2 separate regions of the Mus musculus genome follow, and region 2 is linked to region 1. A link is a contact called in public Hi-C data. All regions are on one chromosome and are shown on one strand. The core of a region is the stretch at or near the end of the contact, and the rest is flanking DNA. Distances in the headings are between cores, read along the strand shown.

Region 1 (6,080 bases), core at 1,483-3,982:
ACTCCTGCCTCAAGTCACACCTCTTTTCGGGTGCAGACTAACACTACCACCGGGAAGCCCCGAGTCCCAGACATTCTCAAGGAAGTGGTACACACAAACTATCCTAGCTAGGTTATGAGATGGCTCCCCTAACAGGCTTATAAGATGGATAAAGAAACTACAGCACTTCATGCTATTGGGTGGGTGTTTGATGACAGATATGTCTTTGTTTACCTTCTCTGGGCCCCAGATGGACCAAGAGGGCATTAAAAATGCCCAACCTCCAGGCTTCCAGGAAGCCAGAGGTACTGGTAACAGCCACTAGACAACAGTCTTGCAATTTGACTTGTCTGTTCTGGGTTCCTTAACCCTGCCTCAGTGGTGAGCTAGTGCTAAGAACCCCAGGCAGTTATGTGGGTCCCTTGCGGAAGCAAAGCCGTCTTTCTTCACATTGCCTGCACAACCTTCCATCTTGGAAGGTCTGTCCCTGCTTGTGTTGATATCTGAACTGGGTCCAATAGTAACCATTTGGGAGGAGATGCTCTCATGCCTGGCTTGCCAGGCCCTGGGCCCCCAGAACCCCCCCCCCCCAAAATCAGTATCTTCTAGGACATCCCTTGACTCTGTTTGGGGGCAAGAAGATGCTGATGATGTGAATCCACGATGGGCAGCAACTCTACTGTGAGGAAGGCTGGAGGCTTCATGACAAGGACTTAAGTCTCCTTCCCAGGGAGACGCTGGTAGAATTTGAAACGCTTGCAGCCAGCCCTGGAGTGGAAAGCTCATTTTGGGTCTTCTCTCCCCCACCCCATGTGGCTGTGTCAGCCCACAGCTGCTGCTGAGGCAGAGTTTATAGGAAGTTGTTTCCAGACCACCAGAGACCTGTTCGTACAACTGGAAAGGTTGTATTTATTTAATGTACCTCAAGGTGTTTTAATAATGATCAGTGTTTTAATAAAAAGTATTTCTGGTCTCTGAGTTCTAACTGGGACTAAGAGGGTCCTGGAGGGGCTGGATCTGGGGGAGCAAGAAGCTGCCACAGCTACCCACGAGGAGTGGTAGCCCAGTGCCAGGAGCTGAGGTGAGAAGGCAGCTCCCGATGTTCACAGGTCCAAACCACAGCTGCCCCTCTGTGGACCCGGCACTCAAGGGGACCTGGAAGATGGTCCTGTATTCCAAAGTGTTTCACTTAAGGCTCTGAGTGATGTGCACCAGGGACTGGGTAACGTGCTTGCTTGATGGACAAGCATAAGGATCTGCGTTTGGATTAAGAGAGGGAGGGGCACACTGTAGCCCCAGTGCTGGGGTGTGCAGGGATAGGCCAACCACTTCCTGACTGGAGCAGCTGGAATAGCAAGCCCCTGGTTCTGTAAAAGACTGCCTCGACAAAATAAGATGGGGCGTGACAAAGGACCGTATATCCATGTGTGCACAAATGGTCACATGTGCCTGCACACAGGTGAAAACACATGCACACATTGTGCACACACGCTGAGTACCAGTCTGTAGACATCGTACCCTCGTATCATCTCTGACTGTGCCTCTTCTCTCTGGAGCAGGGCACGTGCTTGTCTAGAACACACAGGGGCAGTCCGTGGGCCTAGCAGCAGGCGCTAGCTCCTCTGCTGTCTTGCCTTCACCTCAGGGACTGTTCATCCCATTCTGTACGAATGCCAGCCATCTAGATACTGGTTTTTGAATCTTGGCATAGGGAAACAGTTTTCTTGGCTCTCAGTTCTTCTGTTTTTTGGGGAGTGAGGTGACAGACCTGGAGACCTTTGTGTTGCATTTCTGATGGCATTTCTCAGGCCACTGTTTGAGGCTAGAGTTCACAGTGAAAGGCTCTTTCTCGCCTGCTCCTGATGGGTAGAAAAGTGAAGGGGGCACATGGTTCAGGCCCCTCAGGCGGTTCCTGCAGAATCGTGAGCAAAGAAAACACCTGGTCATGGATATGCTTTGCTGCGGTGGGCCAAAGAGGAGACTCTCACTTGCCAAGGTCCCCTGTCTCATCCTCCAGAGACAACCCCAAGCTTACCCCATTCCCTCCTCATATCAGGCACAGCAGGCCTGTAGCAAGGTACAGAACTGCAAAGATGCCCTGCCAACACTCTACAGGTATGGATTCCAAAGGTCTGGAGAAAGGCTAGGTGTAGGCCAATATCCTTTAACATACATATACTTCTGAGGTAAGCAATCCGGAGAATCCCTGGTCTCCACCGCTCCTTTATTAAGTCAACCTACAGCCATCTCTTCCATGCTGCAGCTGAGTGAAGAACCTGAAGCTGGGCGGACACTATCAGTGACACATGGTGGCTTTTAGCCCTTGCCCCCTCCAGTGCCCACCTGTGTGGGAGCTGCTAAGGTTGCAGACCAGGGAGGGGTCCTGTTACCACAGGGCAGACTCTCAGAGCCACTGTCCAAACGGTGGAAATGAGAGGCCCACAGCGTGTGTACTGCCCAGCTGACAAATGAGGCACACACAGTGCATTTGATCACGACTTGAGGTTTATTAGCAATATGCACGAAGTCTTCCTAGGGTCAGCTGCATGCAACACACAGGTTACTCCTCGAGTACAGTAATCCTAAATCTTTAGTTACTGTGTGGTAAGGCTTCTTAAGTCACAGTGTATTCTTCAAGGCCTGAGCCAAAAAAAAAAAAAAAAAAAAAAAGAGGCTGCCAGACAAAATGACGTCAGTTAACATTGACCTCTAATGCGCTGAGCCAGCCCCTGCGCTCCTTGGTCCATGACACGCTAACACTGCTCTGTGAGTGATGGCCAAGCAGTTCGCTTGACAAGTAATTTGCACTCTTGCTGGTCCCTTCTGGAAGGGCAGAGGTGGGGTTTTCTGATGTGGGCTTCCTTTATTGGGGACAGGTGTGTGTGTGTGTGTGTGTGTGTGTGTGTGTGTGTAGGTGTCTGTAGAGTTTTGTTGTTGTTTAAATAGGAACATTTCCCATGCCTCTGCCTTTGTCCCCGGCAGGATGTTGCCCCCTAACAAGAAGTCCTGTGGTGGAGGAGTCAGTCAAGGTAAGGATGCCCAGGGAAATTCACAGGGTCTCAGGGGACTCAGAATAGTCTAGGACAGGAGAAGCAGCAGTGGTCACAGATCGTCCGGAAAACTAAACATCCAGAGAATGGCTTGCCAAGGTCAAAGTCCAAACAGTATTATTTGCTAAATAAATATGGAGTTTTGACATCGTGACCATGATTTTTTATTTAACTCGGGAGCATCCCCTTGCTGCGTAAATACTTACAATCAATCACACGTTCCCACACTTGGCACAAGTCTCAGCCTGGAAGCCAGGTTGCCCCTGTGCCTGTGCAGAGGAGGCAAGGCCAGCAGATGGGCCCTCTAGGACACCCCTGGACCCCAGGGGTCACAGCCAAGGGCAGAAAAGGCTGCAGCTGCATCACAGGGGGGACTCCTTTCACAGCCACGGAGACGGGAGGGGTGGGCACCACATTCACATTCCATAGCCTCAGGGAGTAGAGACAGCACACCACACAGAACTACCTGTGAGCACCCTTCATCAGCCGTGATGAGAATGTGGCAGAAGACTGGTAAGTTTCACAAAGGATTGCCCTGCAACTCTCCTTCAGTAAGGACATACCTATTTTTCCCCCTTTTCTTTCTTTCTTTCTTTCTTTCTTTCTTTCTTTCTTTCTTTCTTTCTTTCTTTCTTTCTTTCTTTTTTTTGTTGTAGCAAAACTGAAAACAAAACTAAAACAAAACAAAACAAAACAAAAACAACCAAACAAAAAAACTAGGTGACAAGGACACACCCTTCCTTTGAGGGAGCCAGAGGTCCTGGTTGGGGTGGCTGCAAGGGGGTCAGGGGGTCAGGGCTTTGTCCTGGCTTCTGGCTCGTCCGGACCCAGGTGGGTCTGCCTGGTATCCCGGCTCCACGGTGAGGTTGGGTGTACCTAGATGTACAGCGGGGTCTCCTGGCCCGTGAGGAGCCTAAACATGGCTGCAGGCATGGTCTTCATGTGAATCTGGAAACAGAGAGGAAAGGCTGAGCCAGCTGCCGCTTCTCCTTAGTGAAATGAATGCATCAGGTGCCAGTCTCCGAGAGGCTCTCAGTGAGCAGGCTGGGATAGAAGGGTGGGTGCCCCTCCGATACGGGGCTTCTGATACACTCTGTCTCTCTCTCATCTGGAGCTGACACCAAAAGAATGGGACAGTAGACTTCTGATGGTGACTGGGCACAGGTCCTCCCCCCCCCGCCTCCCCCCCCCCCCCCCCGAGCTGCAAGAAGTGTGCTGTGCTTCTGAGAAGGGGATGCACAGACTCTGGATGAGGCAAGAGGATGTGGGGCGAGGGAAGAGCTGAAGAGACAAGGAGTCCCTCAATTAACAAATGACTCTCAACAACCCAGTTGCCCTTGGGCTCTACTTGGGCTGGGTAGACCATGGGATGACTTCCTGGGTGGTGGGATGACTCTGAGTCCCGAGAGACAAACAGCAGGGAGCTCTGATTCCCCTTTTCCACTCCCCATACTGGGGTTGTGCTCCTGGACTTGGGCCGTGCTGTGCTCTGGAAGAAGCTGCCAGGGTCTCAGCTGCCTCCAGGTCTGTTCTGGCCCAGACTGTACTCTGCGGACGGAGCTCATACAGGTGAAACGTGCAGATGTTTGCTTCGTTCATACTTTAGCTCCTCCACAAGTCCACAGGACAGCCTTTCCCTCAGGAGCATCATTCGCCGTAATTCTTCAATTAAAACCTACCCCACCCACAACCTGTGAGGGCGTCTCAAAATGGGGTGACTCATTCTCCAAATGTGCTTGGGGGTTGGTGGGAAATGCAGGCAGACATTTCTGTCACCAGCTGGGTGGGTGAAGCCTTGCTCAGCCCACAGGCTGAAGGGAGTTGCCACACTCCCTCTCTCTGCTGTTTCCTTAGTTATCAATTAATCTCAGGCCTGAGGTGGTGGAGTCATTTCTTGGGGTCCCCGGCCCACCCCCACCCTCCCCCGGCCAGGATTGATTTCTTTAGGTGTGAGACTGGTTACTCCCATGAGGGCAGTCATTTCTGAATGTCTACTTAGGAAAATTGGATTGTCCTTTCTTGGAAGCCATTAGTTAGAAGCAGCCAATGGCCCCCTCCTGTCCCCTCCTTGAGAGTTAGCCATCACTTGCAGCCAGTCCAAAGAATGTACCTCTTCCCCCAAGCCCCTTTAGGTATGTCAAAAGATGCTGACTTGGTCATTGTGGCCCCAAGAGAGGTGATTTAAGGGACATAAACCAGGATCCCCTGAGGAAATAACAACTCCCATCCTTCCATGCCCAAAGGAAATGGGAGTCTGGACCATCTGCCCTGCATGAGCACCCAGTGGCCACTAGAGGGAGTCTGGCAGCCCTGCAGGGACCACAGCAGAATTCCAGGAAAAGATCAGCGGGCAGGCAACTCCCCTAGCCAGAGCCTCTCCAGCTCAGCGCCAGCCTCCCACTCTGTGCCAGCACTCACAGTTTCCCAGAGACCACCCCGCCACAGTTCCCACTCCCACACTCACACCCCCATATTCATGGGAATTTGGACTGCCATGTGCACACGCATACTCTCATACTCAGATGTATACATCATGACCATACACGTCCCCTGTAAGTTTCTAATTGCATTCACACACACACACACACACACACACACACACACACACACACACACACACACACACCTACACTCATTTACGCCCACTCTAACACATTTATGCACACATCACAAACACAGCCTCCTCCACAAATTCACATGCATCCATACACTAACACCCCCACTCATACAAACCGGCAAGCATACTCCATCTCTTATACACAACTACAGGCACAGGTCACAAGCACACACTTAACCCACAATATCACAGATTCAGTCACTCATCTACATAAACACTAACACAAATACCTCACTCTTAGCCTACCTATTCTCATACATAGCCACAAATACACCAAAACACACTTTTTCTTCACAAACTCACACGCATTCTTACCCACACACCTATACTGACTAGCACCCACACCCTCACAGACACAATCATACACACCTACACAATACACTCTTACCCATAACTATAGACACACTAACATCCGGACACTCATAACCTCTTCT
Region 2 (6,709 bases), core at 1,179-3,678, 120 kb before region 1:
AGTTACCTTTGCAAAGGCATTGACTCTTGCCTTTGCCACCTTCCGTGTTAGGACTTCATAGTTTCCATTGTCGGTTGGAAGTAGGATGCAGGGTCTGGGTGACCTTCTCATTGCAACTTCTAACCTCCATTTTAATAACATCATTCTGTGCCTGTGTTTTCTCGTCTGCATCCTGGATGGCATGGAGAAAGGTGTTTTGAGATTTAAAACTGTATCCTTCTTCCTGTGTTTTGAGTCATGATCATCTGCTGTCTGTGTGGGGGGTGCTGCTAAAAGATGCTGTGGTTTCTAGTCTTGGGTGCTAGCCTAGCTTCTGGAGTCGCATGGTTCTCTGTGAAGAAATTAACACAGAAAATACTGAAACGCAGCCTGATGGCTGACAGCAGCTCTCATCTTATTTTCCTTTTCTCTCTTATCTCTTGGCTGCTGAAATTGTTTGGCTCAAGGCACAACTGATCCTTCTGGAGGGACCTTTTTGCAGATTTTTTAGATCGCAGGAGGCTTTGATGAACTTAAATACAGAATTCAGTATGCAGGGAAACTGAAGCAGATGAATGGAAGAGTGTCATGATGCTGTGTTTTATTTAGTTGGTCTCGGTCCATTTTGTGTTGCTGTAAAATAATGCACAGAGTGAGTAAACTGGAAATAGGAGAATTGTCCTCCACTCGTGACTCTGAAGGGTGGGAGGACTAGGGGCCAGGTACCACATCTGTGGAGCATCACTGTGTCGTGAGAGGTTTAGAGAGTACAATGGCAAAATTGATTTAATCTTAACTCATTACAGAGAACATGGCATTCATTCACTCATGAGGACAAAGCCCTCTTCAGTGGGGGGATTACATTTCCAACATGCAAGCTTTAAAGGACACATTCAAACTGTTGCAGCCTCTGCCATTGCGACCAACCTTTGATGATGTCTTCGTAGACCCTGTATGGAATAGAAAGTTACTGCTCAAAGCTCACTAGATTTCAGAACACTTGAATCACAACATGGGGTGGGATTTTATATTAGCATTGCAGGTCCCATTATCAGAGTGCATTTTCATATTGAATTATAAACAAAAATTTTATGCTGCTTACATTTAATGAAATTTTAATAAGGCCATGTTTTGGTGTTATTATTCAAATAATGTGATCTGAATTGCTTTCCTCTGAATATATTTGCATTAAGGAGGAAATCAATTTGAGTTCGTTCTCTGAATAGTTTACCTATTTTCTTGGTAGCTTTAAAAAAGAGAGAGGAAAACTCAGTTCCGTTGTCAGTAAATGGAGAAGAAACCCATTTGCTGAGATCCACAGCAGTAATAGCAACAGACTGCTGATGGTTTGAGTTAATGAAATGACTCATTTTGTCTATTAGAGTTGCACAATTTAAACCATCTACAAGCCACACACACCACAAATTATAAAGGATGATAGCTCTTCTCTTTCTTATTGAGATTTTAAAGCTTATATATTAAGAGAGAGAATTAAGAAATTCACATTATTGCTACTCCCAATCATTGGTAACCTAAATTAAATGGTAATCTCTGGAGAGAGCAAGTGCCTCTGGGGTTAGCATTCCTCTAACATGTTTCTGCTAAAATTGTGGATGTGGGTCCGCGGCAGTTTTCCCAAACATGTCTTCCAAAAGGTCAGTCCACATTACCAAACTAAGTCACGTTATTGGCAGTGCTTACGTGGTTTCTCATGGTCATCTAACTGAAATTCAATGAAGAGAATGTGAACCTGAAAATTGCAGAAGTCTTGCTTTTAAGAATAACTTCCCTTACAGACTCAAGGGATTGTACAGAAATTAACTGGCCAGGTGGGAATGAACTCTGCCAAGGACAGATACCGGGACAGGGTCCCCTAGTCTGTCATGTCCCGCATTTGGTGCACAAGTCAACACTTTTTTTTATTTGGGGGGGGGGGGGGGTTCGAAACAGGTTTTTTCTGTGTAGCCCTAGCTGCACCGGAACTCACTCTGTAGACCAGGCTGGCCTCGAACCCAGAGACCTGCCTGCCGCTGCCTCCCAAGTGCTGGGAGTAAAGGCGTGCGCCACCACTGCCCGGTAACTCTTTTTTTTTTTTTCTTGACTTTCCAGATCTTTTCCTCCTCTCCCTTTATTTTCCCACCCGCACACATTTATCCTTTGTGTTCCATAGACAAACTTTGTAGCTTAAAAACTAACCAAAAACTATTAGACGTGTCTAAACAGGTGTGCCCTAGAACTCAACCGCACACTTGCCGAGAAGTTTTGGTTCTTGTTTTCTATTTATATGAGCTCATAAACACCATTCAATTCTCATTAAAACTGGGGATAAAGCCCAGGAGGAGCTGCTGCCAGCGCCGAGGCCCTCCGCATGCGCAGTAGCTATGAAGAGTCCCCGCCCCCGCAGGCTGGCTCCCAGTCGTATCGCTCCGCCTCCCGGACGCAGCGCGCCGGCGACGTGACGTCACGCGCGCGCCGCAGCTTCTCTCCCAGCCTCTGGGGCGCGCTCGCTCGGCGGAGTCTTCTGGCGGTTGCTGCTCCCGATCGCGGCCTGCTCTCCGCCGACCGGGGACATGTTGCAGAAGCCGAGGGGCCGCGGTCGGCCCAGCACGCAGGCTGACCCGGAGCGGGACTGGGGAGGCGCTGGCGAGGAAGGACCCAGCACGTCCCGCGCCGCGGGCGGCTCCTCCCAGGGCTCCCGCGCTTCCCTGTCGGCCCCGACCGTGGGGCCGCGCACTCAGAAGCAGCTGGAGCTGAAGGTGGCCGAGCTGGTGCAGTTCCTGCTGATCAAGGACCAGAAGAAGATCCCGATCAAGCGGACGGACATCCTGAAGCACGTGGTGGGCGACTACCGGGACGTGTACCCCAACCTTCTGAAGCTGGCCGCCGAGCGCCTGCAATACGTGTTCGGGTACAAGCTGGTGGAGCTGGAGCCCAAGAGCCACAGCTACATCCTCATCAACATGCTGGAGCCGGTGGAGGCGGATGCGGAGATGAGGGGCGATCAGGGTACCCCCATCTCGGGCCTGCTTATGATAGTCCTGGGGCTTATCTTCATGAAAGGCAACACCATCACCGAGACTGAGGTCTGGGACTTCCTGCGACGGCTCGGAGTGTACCCCACTAAGAAACACTTAATTTTTGGCGACCCAAAGAAACTCATTACCGAAGACTTTGTGCGGCAGCGCTACTTGGAGTACCGGAGGATACCCCACACCGATCCTGTGGACTATGAATTACAGTGGGGCCCGCGAACCAACCTGGAAACCAGCAAGATGAAAGTTCTTAAGTTTGTGGCCAAAGTCCATAACCAGGACCCCAAAGACTGGCCCACACAATACTGCGAGGCTTTGGCAGATGAGGAGAGTAGGGCTAGACCTGCAACTGCTAGTGCCCCAGCCACATCCTCTTGAACTCTTTGAGTTATGGTCTGAGGGACTCTGGAGATCCAGTATAAAAGAACAGGGGGAATGGGGGTCGGAGGAAGCTTGATTCTGCTACGCATAAAGGCCTTGGAGCGTTAGGATGTGTTGCAGGGTTTTTTGTTTGATTTTTTTATTATTATTATTATGGTTTGGAGCTTTAAATTTTCATTTAATTGTCTTTTTGTTTATAAAGAGTTTTCTAACTTTCTAAACCTAAATGAAATTGTATGATGCCAAACATATTCAAGAAGGAACACTTTGGTAAATTGCTTTGATGTTCTAGACGATAAAGAAACAGGGTAGCTATTATCTTAATGACTAGTTCCTGGGGAAAAATAAAAGTCTTTTTAAAATTGAAAATAAAATTGTTTTAGCTTCTTGTCAACACAGCTTTAAATATACATATTCTGTTGGGTGTGAGCACTTGTGGTCCCACGAAATCTATGTGATGTGTTTTCTAGCATTTTTATATTCATAATCATAATTCTGTTGTCCTATGGGTTCTACTTAAGATTCTTTTCTAGTATAACAAATACTATACTTTTGAGTCAGTTCACCATTATTATTATTATTGTTTCCCTGTTAGAAATTGCGGCTAAAAAGGAAATGTCATGATTCCAGACTTTTTTTTTTTTTCCATGATAAGCTAAGTCAATGGTGTTGCAGAAGTGTGTGAATGTGTATTAGAGCAAGTTGTAAAAATCGTTAGGTCTCCGGTTTATAAAACAGTGTCGTGTCGTATCGATTAACCAGGCCTGATTGGGAACCACACTGCCCAAGTGCAGATCCTGTTCCACCAGAAGAATTTAGCTTGTGTATCTGTAGAATCAAGTGTGCCCTTAAGGTGAATAAATAGGAAACGAGATAAAGCTGAGCAAAGCCCTGGTGTGGAAGAATAGTTCTTTAGAAGAACTCAGGGTGATGTCTGGTGCGGACAGACCAGTGTGAACAAGGCTACCACAAGATGAGGGGCACTTTATGTTGCTATAGGTGAGTCAGGAAACAAGTTCACAGATTCCTTGGAGTTCTTCATAGTATCTGGCCAAACACTGGGCACAGGCAGTAAGTACTGTTGTTCTGAGAAGAGTTGCAAGTTCGTCATCAGAAGAACAAACAGGGTGGCAGTGAGGACAGGTGACTTTAATCAGCCCTGAACTAGAGGCCAACTAGAGGAGTCTGTGGTAGCTACGAGGTCTGAAGGGACGAGAGGGGCTACTGACTGTTGGCTTGTGTTGCAGTAGTGTCCTAGGATGCTTTCTCCAGCTGTGACATACCATGACCACAGGCAGCTTGGAAGGTAAGGGTTTTATTTCAGTTGTAGTCCATCACTGAGGAATCCTGGAGGCTGGAAATAAAGTAGAGGCTATGAAGGAACACTGCTAACTGGCTTGCCCAGCCTGCTTAAACAGCTCAGGACCACTTGCCCCAGGGATAGCATTATCTACAGTGAACTGGGCCCTCCCACATCAAAAATCGATCAAGAAAGTGTTCCACCTGGTGGAAGCATGTTCTCAATTGAGGGTCTTTCTTTCCAGATGACCCCAGTTTATGTCAAGTTGACTAAACAGCACGAGGAGATCTGGAAATTTTTAGGCAAGGACTAGTTTATCCTTGAGTCCCCCTTCTTGGTTACTTTTTAGGTTAGTGTATGAGTTACCTTCTGCCCATGGGCTCCTGACCTGAGTCAGCTTTCGGTTGTGCTGTGCTGCTTAAGTTGTCCTCTGTGCCCATTGTCTCAGAACTGTCAGGTACAGTAATGGTATCCCGGTTTTCCGAGGGCTTCACAGTTTACTGTCAAGCTATTTTGTTGGAGATGCTGTGCTACATTAGAGGCTAGATAAACTCTTATCTTTCTTGACAGGTTCCAGAACTGCATATCATGCCATTATATAACTTTACATGTATGTGCACGTTCACGGAGAATATGTTTTTCTTTTGTGGGCGTTCATGGCTTACATAAGTTGCCTTGTGTCCTTTATCACAGCACAGCGTTTTTTTTAACCAGCTATTTTTGACGTTACTGTATCTTTGAAGTTACATGTATACATTGAAGTTAATGTATGCATAATCTGATTAATTCGCTTTGACTTCCTTTCATGAAGGGAGAGTACAACTTCCTAATGTCTTCCCATCAGGGAGGTGTGTGCCTCAGGAGTTCAAGCCAGAAGCCAACAGTTATCAGTGACACTTGCCAAATGGCTCCTGAACCCATCCATTTGCTCCCTCACCAGCACCTAGACAGTTCTTACTGTTTTTGCCAGTCGCCCCACGCTCTGCAACCCATGTGAACACTCAGCTTTTACAGCCCTGTGGTGGATGTGGGTGCATCGTTAATACTTCACTGTGCCATCTGCTCTCCTGAGGTGACATTAAGCATCAGCCTGCCTTTTACTCTCCATTTTGACCATTAGATTTTAAACAGCAGATGTTTTTGTTTGTTGGTTTGTGAGAACTCTTTGTATCTTCTGTGCATCAGTCCAATTGCAAATACCATCTGCGGTTTTTGGTTTTGTCATATTTTACTTTAATGTGTCTTAATTATCAGTATTGTAGCCCTGTATTTTGTAATACCTCTTTAAAATTCTAATCTTAATTATGAAGGTATTTATTTTTGAGAATTTCCTACTAAGTACTCTATTCACCTTGATCCCACCCTCCCCACTTCAACTCTTCCTATGCCCCTCCCCCCTTCAAAATCCTAACTGCTGAGAACATTAGACTGACCAGTTGGGATAGACAATCAAGTAGGGACTCATCCCTGAAGAAGACTAATTCTCCCTCTCAGCCATCGTTTAATAGCCAGTGGTTCTTCATCTAGGGGCAAGGCCTTAAGAGATTCCCCCATCCGCACTGGTGTATCAACTGGTATTGTCACTTTTTAGATCTTGTTTAGGTAGTCATACTGTTAAGATTATGTAGGTTCAGCTTCTCTGTCATCTGTAAAGGACACAATCTCACAGCAGACATCCCGGTTCTCTGGTTCTTATAACCTTCCTGCCCCGTCTTCTATGCCACTTCCGAGCCTTGGGTGTGGTGGTTGTGTTGAGCACCCAGTGGTTAGCTGTTCTCTGCTCTCTGAGCCGGTGAAGACTTTGGTGATAGTCTCCATCCACTGCAGGAAGGAGCTGCTTTGATGCGGGGGAGGGCTGCGCTTGTCTGTGGCTTTAAGGATAAGTGTTGAAAGAGGAGTTAGGAATTACAGTGGCTTAAGGAAGTGGCAGGAGTAGGTTCTTCTCTAGGGTTCATGACCTCCCCAGCCACAGGTGAGTCTTAGTACCAAGCATGAATTCCCTCCTGTGGAGTGGGTC

Evidence for each region. Hi-C and Micro-C count contacts between places; a contact is called where the count stands out from the background.
Region 2: a contact with region 1 is called in a Hi-C map of stem cell-derived motor neurons, with 4 times the contacts expected there. The contact joins the promoter of Nsmce3 here to the enhancer-like site in region 1. A contact is called at or near these places in 2 of 39 promoter capture datasets (hippocampal neurons and liver), 5 of 484 Hi-C or Micro-C datasets (embryonic stem cells, liver and stem cell-derived motor neurons), 2 of 115 datasets of contacts at active chromatin or transcription factors (both in embryonic stem cells) and 2 of 9 other capture datasets (adipose tissue and pancreatic islet).

The regions. Positions count from the first base shown.
Region 1 is chr7:64,750,968-64,757,047 of GRCm38.p6, reverse strand. Apba2 (amyloid beta (A4) precursor protein-binding, family A, member 2) reads right to left here. Exons shown (of 15, transcript NM_001291166.1): 15 at 3,170-3,977. The coding sequence ends at 3,906. Fam189a1 (family with sequence similarity 189, member A1) reads left to right here. Exons shown (of 10, transcript NM_183087.4): 10 at 1-952. Among named protein-coding and RNA genes, the nearest start is that of Nsmce3, 120 kb to the left of the region's middle. Within about 2 kb of position 2,732, at least 11 of the 459 cell types and tissues checked have an H3K27ac peak or open chromatin away from gene starts, as enhancers often do. A contact at or near this core is called in liver, pancreatic islet and stem cell-derived motor neurons, where this site is marked.
Region 2 is chr7:64,868,759-64,875,467 of GRCm38.p6, reverse strand. It overlaps Nsmce3 (NSE3 homolog, SMC5-SMC6 complex component), which reads left to right and starts at 2,428. Exons shown (of 1, transcript NM_023239.5): 1 at 2,428-3,786. The coding sequence starts at 2,550. The coding sequence ends at 3,389. The region is part of intron 2 of Fam189a1 (family with sequence similarity 189, member A1); the gene reads left to right.